Regions from separate parts of the Macaca mulatta genome. Here region 1 is linked to region 2. A link is a contact called in public Hi-C data. All regions are on one chromosome and are shown on one strand. Each heading gives the region's core, a stretch centred on a gene start, on an enhancer-like site or on the middle of the called end of the contact. The rest is flanking DNA. Distances are from core to core; before and after follow the strand shown. Region 1 overlaps LOC144332644 (a long non-coding RNA gene). Region 2 has its middle 50 kb from the start of S1PR1.

Region 1 (5,626 bases), core at 1,402-3,901, 160 kb before region 2:
GTACAAACACGGCTCACTGGAGCCTTCACCTCCCAGGCTAAAGCAATTCTCCTGCCTCTGTCTCCTGAGTAGCTGGGACTACAGGCATGTACTACCACAACTGAATAATTTTTAAATATTTTGTAGAGATGGGGTCTTGCCATGTTGCCCAAGCTGGCCTCAAATTCCTCGGCTCAAGCCATCTTCTTGCCTCAGCCTCCCAAAAATGCTGGGATGACAGGCATGAGCCACCATACCCAGACTACATAGGATTTTTAAGAGATGTTTCCAAGGTATAACTTTGAATTTTTATATATTGAGCTCCATGGTTTATATTGTCTTCTATGGCACGTATAATAATCACCAAATAGAGCTTGTATCAGAATAGTGCCTAGCACATAGTAAATGCTCAGTAAATTTGTGAATAATGAATAAATTAAGGAATGAGAAAAGCAAAAGCCTCAGCATTCTAAGATTCAGGATCATTTTCTTATTTATGGTTGTCATATTCTTCCCATGAAGGGAAAATAGTAAATGAATATATTTTAGTTAGGTTTTTCACTATGTGGGTCAAAACAACAAAAGAGTTTTCTTATCCTTGCTAAACTAGAAAACTCATTCAACCAAAACAACTTATTTCCTAAATATACTGGTAAAATATGCATATTAGCCTAGTTTTTAAAGTTTCTATTGAAGTTTAACATATACTTGTATTTATATTTAATATGGATTTGGCCACATTGAGAAAGAAGATTGACAAAGTTGGTTGAAATGGAAGTTTTGAGCTTATTGGTAAATTATAAATATTAGAATTATCCCTATCTACATTAAGATTTCAGATTCCTGGCCTGGCACGGTGGCTCACACCTGTAATCCCAGCACTTTGGGAGGCCAAGGCGGGTGGATCACGAGGTCAAGAGATCGAGACCATCATGTTCAGCCAACATGGTGAAACCCTGTCTCTACTAAAAATACAAAAATTTAGCTGGGTGTAGTGGCACATGTCTGTAGTCCTAGCTACTTGGAAGCTGAGGCAGGATAATCGCTTGAAACTGGGAGGCAGAGGTTGCAGTGAGCCGAGATGGCGCCACTGCACTCCAGCCTGGGTGACAGAGCGAGGCTCTGTCTTAAAAAAAAAAAAAAAGATTTCAGATTCCCTCTGGGTCATCTTTTTCTTAACCGTCTTCACAGTAATATACTGTGGTGTTACCTATCATAATTTTAATCAAGTTTAATTTATTATCATATTTGTTATATTAAAACAAAAGTAGAATGCTCATTTTCTGAGTGAAATATACAATAGATCATTTTTACTCAGGGAAAAGTTACCACTGGAATTGTATACATCGCATTCTATACTTCTAGGCCTTTATTTTTATAATAAAAATTACATTTCTAATATTGTTTTCAATATTTTAATAAATAAAGCTCTAATATGAAGAATCTGAAGATGCACAACTGAAGGAAATTAAATCTTATCTCTCCTTTAAAACAATCAAATCATTATTTGCATTACTGGTTATAATGTCTGATCGGCTTTGGGGTCATGCTGTAAATAGGGCCAGAAAATGCGGGGGTTGGAAATCAAGCTTGAGTTTCCATTGCAATGAAATTATGATTTGGTTATGATACACTGACAACTTGTATCATCTTTTTTTTTTTTTTTTTCTCTTTCACCCAGGCTGGAGTACAACGGCATGGTCTCAGCTCACCGCAACCACTGCCTCCCAGGTTCTAGCGATTCTCCTGCTTCAGCCTCCAGAGTAACTGGGACTACAGGCACGTGCCACCACACCTGGCTAATTTTTGTATTTTTAGTAGAGACGGGGTTTCACTATGTTGGCCAGGCTGGTCTCAAACTCCTGCCCTCGTGATACGCATGCCTCGGCCTCCCAAAGTGCTGGGATTACAGGTGAGAGCCACTGTGCCCAGCCCAGTTTGTATCAAGTTTAGTTACATCCTCATTGTTTATGAATGTAAGTCTAATATCCCACTACCTCTAAAGGAATCTGTATGGGAAATTTATATTTTTCAGCAATCTTAAGGGTTTCTGATGGAAATGAATCCCATCCTGAGACATAGATGAGATTATTTTAGTACTAAAAGTTTTGATACATTTAATAAAAATTCGTTTTCAACCATGGCACAATATTGAAAAATTTGAAAAAAATCTTGGGGTGGGGTTAACAATTAGGTTAATAGTAAAGATGATAGATTTTTCAGAACCCCTTTTTGACAAGACCTGGGCTTCTGGAGAATGCGATTACAACTGTTTGCTCATCCACCTGGCTGGGGAAGCACAATGGCACACTATTTTTTGTTCGGGGAACCTTCTCTGATTCTTGAATCACATAAAGAACAGCCACAGTAAGCCTGGAGTAGAAGCACATCTTCACAACAGGTTTGAGAAGAGGAGGAAGTGCTGCATGCATTGTGCATCTATGCAAATTCACATGACTCTGTGTGTGGGGCACTTTGTGCAGGAGAATCCATCTAGCGTTGCTTTCCTCCCTGAGTCTCTGAGGGTTGGGCTTCCTTCCTGCTGTAAAGTGGGGTGGGAATCTCTCTGAAACCACTCTGTTTCCCTGCCTTGTTTTTTAACTCCCTGTGAGCTATGCAATAGATCAAGCTCATTCTCTTTGTTGACATGCTCAGCTTTGCCTTCTCATGCATCTGACTTCAATGTTTCTCGTAGTCTTCAAATGAACTTTGTATAAAACAGAGCAGCTGCCTGTAACAGATAACAGCAAAGCACCTGGGTCATAGACCAGTGTGGTCAGCGGCTCCTTCCTAAGCTGCAGTCTGCTTCTTTGAGGATTGCCTGAGTTCTCAACTGCCACAGATCAAGAAAATCTAATCATGGTTTGATTCCAGGAGAGAAAAAAAAATCAGTTTAAAATTCAAAGTATTAATGTAATCATTTATGAAAACAAGAAACCTCTAAAAGTCTGTTTCAGAGAGTTTAAAGAGGGAAGGAAGCAGGAAGGAAATCCCCTCAACAGTTTTATCTAGAAAAAAATAAAATTGTATCTATGCCACCTCCATGTTGACAAAAATAATGCAGAAGAAGAACCTGGTGGACATACTTTTAATTAGATCAGTGATGTTCACAGGATCAGGTACAAGAGCATTGGATATAATCTATTTGATTTATACTCATTACTGCATACTTAAAAGAATTTCATACCCTGTGCTGCTCCTTCTCAGGCAGCTTAGTGGTTATTGTGGATCATGAACCACACCTTTTTGATCAGATAAAACTAAAATGTGATGATGAGGGGAGAAAAAAAGCCCTATGTTCATTACCATTGCTTATAAAAATATATAAGACATCAGATATCTGAGATGAAAATCAATTTATTAGACTTTTCGTTAAGTTTGTGGCAACATTTTAAACAATAATATTGCTTATCAAGTCACCTTTTATTGGGTTAAAACCTCCTGCAGCATCTAAGCTGAAAGAAGACTTCACTGATTCATGCTTACATTTGAGTTTTAAAACAGCACCTCTTCAGGTAAACTACTTTGACAGTTATTTTGCATACACCAAAAAGACTTCACTTGTGCAGTGAACAATCTACATTAACATATTTGATGGTCCCCCAAATTTCCCAAAGTCTTTTTTCTTTTCTTTAAAAAAACTTTTTTTATTTCCATAGTTTTTGGGGAACAGGTGGTGTTTGGTTCCATGGAAAAGTTCTTTAGTGGTAATTTCTGAGATTTTGGTACACCCATCACTTGAGCAGTGTACATTGTACCCAATGTGTAGTCTTTTATCTTCCATCCCCCTCCTACCCTTCCCCCTCAGTCCCCAAAGTCCATTATATCATTCTTATGTCTTTGCATCCTCATAGCTTAGCTCCCAGTTACAATTGAGAACATACGATGTTGGTGTTTGGTTTTCCAATCCTGAGTTATTTCACTTAGAATGATGACCTCCAATTACATCCAGGTTGCTGCAAATGACATTATTTCATTCCATTTTATGGCTGAGTAGCATTCCATGGTGTGTGTGTGTGTGTATCACATTTTCTTTATCCACTTGTTTGATGGGCTTTTAGACAGACTTCATGTATTTGCAAATGTGAATTGTGCTGCTATAAACCAAAGTCCTTTTTCTAACCCAACTGAAACCCTTAAACTCCTAGTATATAGAAATTTGGAAGCTACCACAGGCATCAAGTCTTTTGACTCTAGCCTTAAAAAGCTCTAGAATACCCTCCTTTTTATCCTCACCACTAATGACATATGACAAGCCTTTGAAGTCACTTTCCTACACTCTTCTAGGAAAGCTTCTAACTGATCGGATTGCCTCCTGTCTACTCTTTACATTGATGATGGAATTGTCCTTTCAAAAGTGGCACTGATAGTTTCACTCTTACTCTTAAGAATCTTCAGAAGAGTGAATACAAAATAGGTTACAAAAGTGGCATGATATTTAATCACTTTAGCCTCTGAGGCACCCTGGGTGGGAGAAAGCAGCCAGAACCCCAGTTAATTGCCTCCGACCTGAAGCAACTTCTATCGGTAACCCAGCATATTATCCAAATATTACTATTTTTATGTAGGTCATTACATAAGAGCTCCAACAGCACTGCTGTAAAGCAACAGTTCTTAACTGAGACCTGAGAACCCCTGGAGAGCAATGTATGGGCATTAAGATATTTGAGATGCTCCATAGGTTTCTGGGGAGTGGATCCATAGAAAGGATCTATTCTTGAGGGGACCATACCTGTTAAAAAGTTAAAAACAGATCCACAGTACACATTAGTTTTAGGCGGTTCTATACTATCTGCACAACCTCAGCAACAACCATTTTTTCCCCATGCATCTTATATTCCAGCCACAGCAGACTACTTGGCATTCTTTTCAACCTTCAAAGGTTCTTCAGCCCCTATCCTTCTGCAGCGTTATCTCCATCGCTTCCTATTTCTTACCTTAGGCTTCACCAGTGAAGAATAGTTGCCAGTTCTCTGAAATCATTTTCAAGGGTCAGTGCCCTGTCATATAGTATCATCAGCTTGGAATGTTCTTACAATCTACCTGGCGAACCCCTCCGCATCTGTCAAGACCCACCTTAAACTCCACTTCTCCGTAAAACCTCCTCTTACTCCTACTAGAGGAATTCATTGCTCTTGTTTTCATGTTGCCACTTTATTCAACATTAATTTCACTAATTTCTGCTCATTCTAATGAACTTAATATGTTCCTCCCCACTAGACTTTATGCTACTTGAAAGCAAGGTCTCTAATTTATTCATCTTTATGTGCCTAGTATATTGTTTTTAGTTGACGTTTAATATACATTTGTTAGATGGCTGTTCGTCTGTCCCCACTTCCATATGTGAAACTTGGACTTCCTTTGAAGATCTGGATAAAATCCCACTTCTGAAAAACCTCTTGACTCCCCAAGGTCAGGGGCTACTCTCTCCTGTAAAACACAGTAGTTCACACACAAGTCTACTGTACCAGTTACACCAATCTCTTACCTTGCTCAGGAGTAGAACTGAGGGGCCTTCAGTTTGCAGGCTCAGCCCTTCTCGATTCCTTGGCTTAATCCTGACAAAGGAAGCAATTGCAGCAGTGATTTCAGACCCACCAGTGAAATCCATCCCCTCCTCAACACCACCAATAACAACAACAACAAC
Region 2 (5,004 bases), core at 2,487-4,986:
TCTTATGATTTTAATGTCATAAATACTATCTAGGCTGGGCTAAGAGACTGAGGCAGGAGGATCGTCTGAGCCCAGAAGCTTGAGACCAGCCTGGGCAACACAGCAAGACCTTAACTCTACAATTTAAAAAAAAAAAATTAGTCGACCTTGGTGGCATGCACCTGTAGTCCCAGTTACCCTGGAGGCTAAGGTTGGAGGGATCACTTGAGCCCAGGATGTCAAGGCTGCAGCAAGCTGCGATTGTGTCACTGCATTCCAGTCTGGGTGACAGAGTGAGACCTTGTCTCAAAAAAATAAATTAATATATTAATAATAATGATAAATCCTATCTATAAGAACTATGGGGATGCCAATGATCAATATTTAGTGCTACGTTATTTTCAGCAACAAGAAAGTAGATCAATTGCAGTCTGATTAATATTTAATTACATCTATATATCTGTCCAGAACCCAGCATGCAATTCTTGTCGACCCTGTGAGGACAGTTCCAAAATGACTTGGGGAAAAATAAATGGAGGGCCGAGTACGGTGGCTCATGCCTGCAATCCTAGCACTTTGGGAGGCCGAGGTAGGCAGATCATCTGAGGTCAGGAGTTCGAGACCAGCCTAGCCAAAATAGCGAAACCCCGTCCCTACTAAAAATACAAAAATTAGCTGGGCATGGCAGCGGGCGCCTATAATCCCAGCTACTCAGGAGGCTGAGGCAGAAGAATCACTTGAACCCAGAAGGCGAAGTTTGCAGTGAGCATGCGCCTGTAGTCGCAGGTACACAGTAGGCTGATGGAGGAGAATCTCTTGAAACCCGGGGGCAGAGGTTGCAGTGAGCCAAGATCGTGCCACTGCACTCCAGCCTGGGTGACAGAGCGAGACTCTGTCTCCAAAATAGATAAATAAATAAATAAATGGAGGTGGAAAAGCCCAAGGGACTTGACCAGACCAGCTAGACTGCAATGCATAGTCATTGTGTATTTCAGAAAAAGATATTCTAGCAGGGATCTCAATCTCAGATGCCTTCCAGGGCCAAACACATGTGTGGGGCATAGAATAAGATATTAAAGAATGATGAGAGTTCTGGAAAATTAGAGAGGGCTTGCCAAAAAGCATTTTAGATTAAAACAAAACAACAAAACCAAACACTACCCTAGACAAACACATTGCTGACCAGATTCTGCCCAAAGGCTGATTTCAGCCTACTTGTGACATAAACTAAAACATTCTCGGCTGTTACAATAGTGGCATAGCTTATCAAGCGAATGAATTATTTGGAGCTTTGTACTAAGGCTGTGTAGTCACATATGTGATGTTAATTCATTGTTTCACTTTCTAAGGGTTCTAGGCCTGCAGCCTTATTGTTGTTAGGAAATTACTGCCACCTAGTGGTCACTGGGGCTGTGCCAGCACCAAAGAAATCTGTGGAGCTTTCATCTTCCAAATGTTTGTCTTGTGACGCATGCCACAAACATTCAAATAAGCTACATAAACCTTTTTATACTGCAGTGGTTAATAGCTCACAAGTGGTGAGGGCTGTTGTTGTATAATTAATGTTGTGACTGGGAGGCTTGTGCTTACTTAGTTGGTGTCTGTTCCGTACATTTTCTTCTGCCACTGTTGTGTGTTTGTACTAATGCTATCTCTTTGGCATAGGTATAGAAGTTCATTAAGTATCTGAGAGCCTGTGTTGAAAGGATTAAATGTTTGAGGGGGCATAGAAAAAAAAAAACACTGGAGAAAGAATCAGATTTTGATATATATGTTAGCTGTGTGACTTTGAACAAATCACCGGGCCTCTCTATAACAGCTCTGGCTGCTCAAAAATGCGGGGTTGGACCAGACGTAGTGGCTTACCCCTGTAATCCCAGCACTTTGGGAGGCCAAGGAGGGAGGATTACTTGAGTCCAGGAGTTCGAGACCAGGCTGGGCAATATAGTGAGACCTGTTGTTACAAAAAATAAGAAAACAAAAATGTGGGAGTGAAATGGTTTAGCAGTTTTCCACCAAACCCCATGCGGGGCAGGCGTCTTCTGAGGAACACCGTGGGTTTAGAAGTCTTCATGGATCTTTGGGTGTGAGGGCTTGGGATGAAGGGGGAAGGTTGAAAAGGAAGCTCCAGACTGCTTCAACCAGAGCAGGCTTTATAAAAAGTGAATTCAAAAAAATTTGGTTTTGAATAGGTAATCCATGTATGTGATTCAAAATTCAAGAGGTAGAAAAGAGCACATAGCAAGAAGTCTCCTCACTAATCTGTCCCAACGTAGAGGAGACCAATGTCACAATCTATTCTCTATATTTTTAGAGATATCCCCCCATATTGCCCAACCCCTTTCTTTTATTAACACAAATAATAACATCATACACACTGTTCTATAGTGCTTCTTTTTATCTATTTATGTATTGCAGTTTCATATAACATTTCACTTATACTTCAGTATACTCAGACATAGATGTATAAAATTTGACTAGATACTCTATAAATGTCTTTTGTAAGGGCATTGACTCTTTTTTATTTTTATTCTTTTAAATGTTTTTAGAGACAAGGTCTCACTTTGTCACCCACGCTGTAGTGCAGTGGTGCGATCATAGCTCACTGCAGCCTTGACCTCCTGGGCTCAAGTGATCCTCCTGCCTCCAGAGTTGCTGGGATTACAGGCGTGAGGCACCATGCTTGGCGGCATTGACTCTTACACTCACATTTTTAATCTAATGTAAAATAAATGATCCATAGATTTGTAGCTATGCAGAGATAAAAACCATTTGTCTTGGCGCCAGACCCCTGAGAGACAGGAAGAGAGTGAGCTCTAGGAGAAGGCCTCTTCCAATATTTTCAGCTACAAGGCTTGTTTGGCTGCTGTTAACCATAATCCATAATCATGATCCACAGTAATCAAAGCATGGGGGTGCACAACAGCACGGAAACTGCTCCGTAGGCTGAGAAGTATGGCTCACAACTGTAATTCCAGTACTTGGGAGATTGAGGCAAGAGGATCGCTCGGCCCAGGAGTTTGAGACCAGCCTGGGCAACACAGAAAGACCCCATCTTTATTTTAAAATAAATAAATAAATAAATAAAGATAAAAGAAACTGCTCAGGCACAGTGCTGGATGTATCCACAGCTGTAAATGAATTTGAAGGTTTGGGAAGGACAGAGTAAGAAGGTGAAGACCAACCATTTTAGAAATCTTGTTACATTTTAAGTTAACTAGAGATAGACTGCTTCTTCCATAGATTTCTCTATTGGATATTTTTTTCTTTCTTTCTTTAAACAGGATCAAATTTCCCTTAGAACAGCGACTCTCAACCCTAATTGCATGTTTGAATCATCTGGGAGCTTTCAGAAACTCCCACAGTCAGAGCCCCATCCACAGGATTCTGATTTAATTTGTCTGGGGGGTGAGGCTTAGCACCTGGCAGTTTTGGAAAGCTCCGTAGATGATTCTAGATGCAGCCAGGTGACAATTGAGTTGTAGCTTCTGAGTAACTGGCCAGTGATTCAGTTCCATTCTGCTCTACTGGGTGGTTGTCTCCAGGCAAATAGCCAGATTCCTTCTCTGCTTCCTTCCTTTAACCTTCTCTTTCTGCCTTCTTTTTATCGCATGATCACTATCTGTCTTGGATTGTTGCTTGTTTGGATGTTTATCAGTCTCCCGAGCATACAGATCCCCCGCAGGTAGTCTGGGCTGGAAACTGTCAACTCCTACCCTTTGCAGTTTCTCTCAGATTCAGCTGCTAAACATGTCACCTGAGGGCTGTGACTCACAAGTTCTAGGTCGGAGGTTCTTAGACTAGCAGCATCAGCACCACCTCAGAAGTTCTTAGAAAATCAAATTCTCAGCCCAACTTAGGTCTAATTTAGCTCGCTAAATTAGAAACTCTGTGGGTGGAGCTAAGGGTATTCTATCAGTAGTCTTGAACCACAAGCTTGTAGCATTTGGAATTAGTTGTGCTGCCATGGGTGCTCTTATCTTGAGCAAGTTGTCCCCACCATCTCTATCTTATCTTGGTGCTAGGGAATAACTGGGCTTCTTTCTTGATTTCTGTCCTTTGCACCTGAACACTCCACGATGCTAGGTCTTTCCCAGACTCAGTCCACACACCCCTTCCCCCACCATCCTCATCCCCTGTAACTCCTGATCCTAAAAGAGACCTCTCCAATTCCCCCAAGCCAGAAACAGATTTTCCCAAGGGGACTGCCTGGAAGACTTTATGTTTATACTTAGTAACTTCATTTGCCAGACTGCCCAGAAGGACTAAGCCTCTTCCTCCTTTGTGGCTTTGCTGATGACTCTGCGCTGAAGCCTGATGACTTACCTAATTGGTGCCAAATTTTCCTGTACTGAGACATGATTTTATCAGCTGTAGTTATCAAGCAATGGGACGTGATTTGGTTTTAAGCAGTCCTAGAACTGAAGCACCTCAGTGAATGTTGTCCTTCGAAGTAGTTATCACGGGAAGTCACCCACTTATTCTAACAAGGCTGTCATTGTTGAAAATCTGACAGAAAATGCTCTCCTGGGTCTGCTGCAATACAGAGTCTGATGTTTGTGCTCCTGCCTGATCGGGTTGCATCTTCTACCACCATCTCCCACATGCCCATTGCTTTAACCACATAGCAGTTTCCTATTTCCTGAACTTACCCTGCACTTTCACATCTCCATGACTTTGTTATTCTTATTCAGCTTGGAATGTTCTTTTTATGCCTTTCTTTCCTTATTAAAATTCTATGTTTTTCCACCAATGGCCAACTAAGATGCTACTTTTCCTATGATGCTTTTCCTTACTCTTCAAATCAAAACGATGGCTTGCTTTCTTCTCACATGTCATAGTTTTTCACTTTTGCTGGTAATGAAGCATGTTTGCTCGAGTAAGCATTGCCTTCTAATGTAAGCTTCTTGACAGCAGGGACCATGGAAACCATCCATTCTTCTTGCAGTGTCCAACACAGTAAGAGGTTGACAACTCTCTATGAAAAGCCTCCATAAGGAACCAAGTGAGGAAATCAATTTATTT

Evidence for each region. Hi-C and Micro-C count contacts between places; a contact is called where the count stands out from the background.
Region 1: a contact with region 2 is called in a Hi-C map of CD4 T cells, with 3 times the contacts expected there. The contact joins two enhancer-like sites. A contact is called at or near these places in 2 of 14 Hi-C or Micro-C datasets (CD4 T cells and fetal cortex germinal zone).

The regions. Positions count from the first base shown.
Region 1 is chr1:139,137,511-139,143,136 of T2T-MMU8v2.0, reverse strand. It overlaps LOC144332644 (a long non-coding RNA gene), which reads right to left. Exons shown (of 3, transcript XR_013400556.1): 2 at 5,468-5,537. Among named protein-coding and RNA genes, the nearest start is that of DPH5, 110 kb to the left of the region's middle. Within about 2 kb of position 2,651, at least 6 of the 40 cell types and tissues checked have an H3K27ac peak or open chromatin away from gene starts, as enhancers often do. A contact at or near this core is called in CD4 T cells, where this site is marked.
Region 2 is chr1:138,976,788-138,981,791 of T2T-MMU8v2.0, reverse strand. No RefSeq gene overlaps it. Among named protein-coding and RNA genes, the nearest start is that of S1PR1, 50 kb to the left of the region's middle. Within about 2 kb of position 3,736, at least 6 of the 40 cell types and tissues checked have an H3K27ac peak or open chromatin away from gene starts, as enhancers often do. A contact at or near this core is called in CD4 T cells, where this site is marked.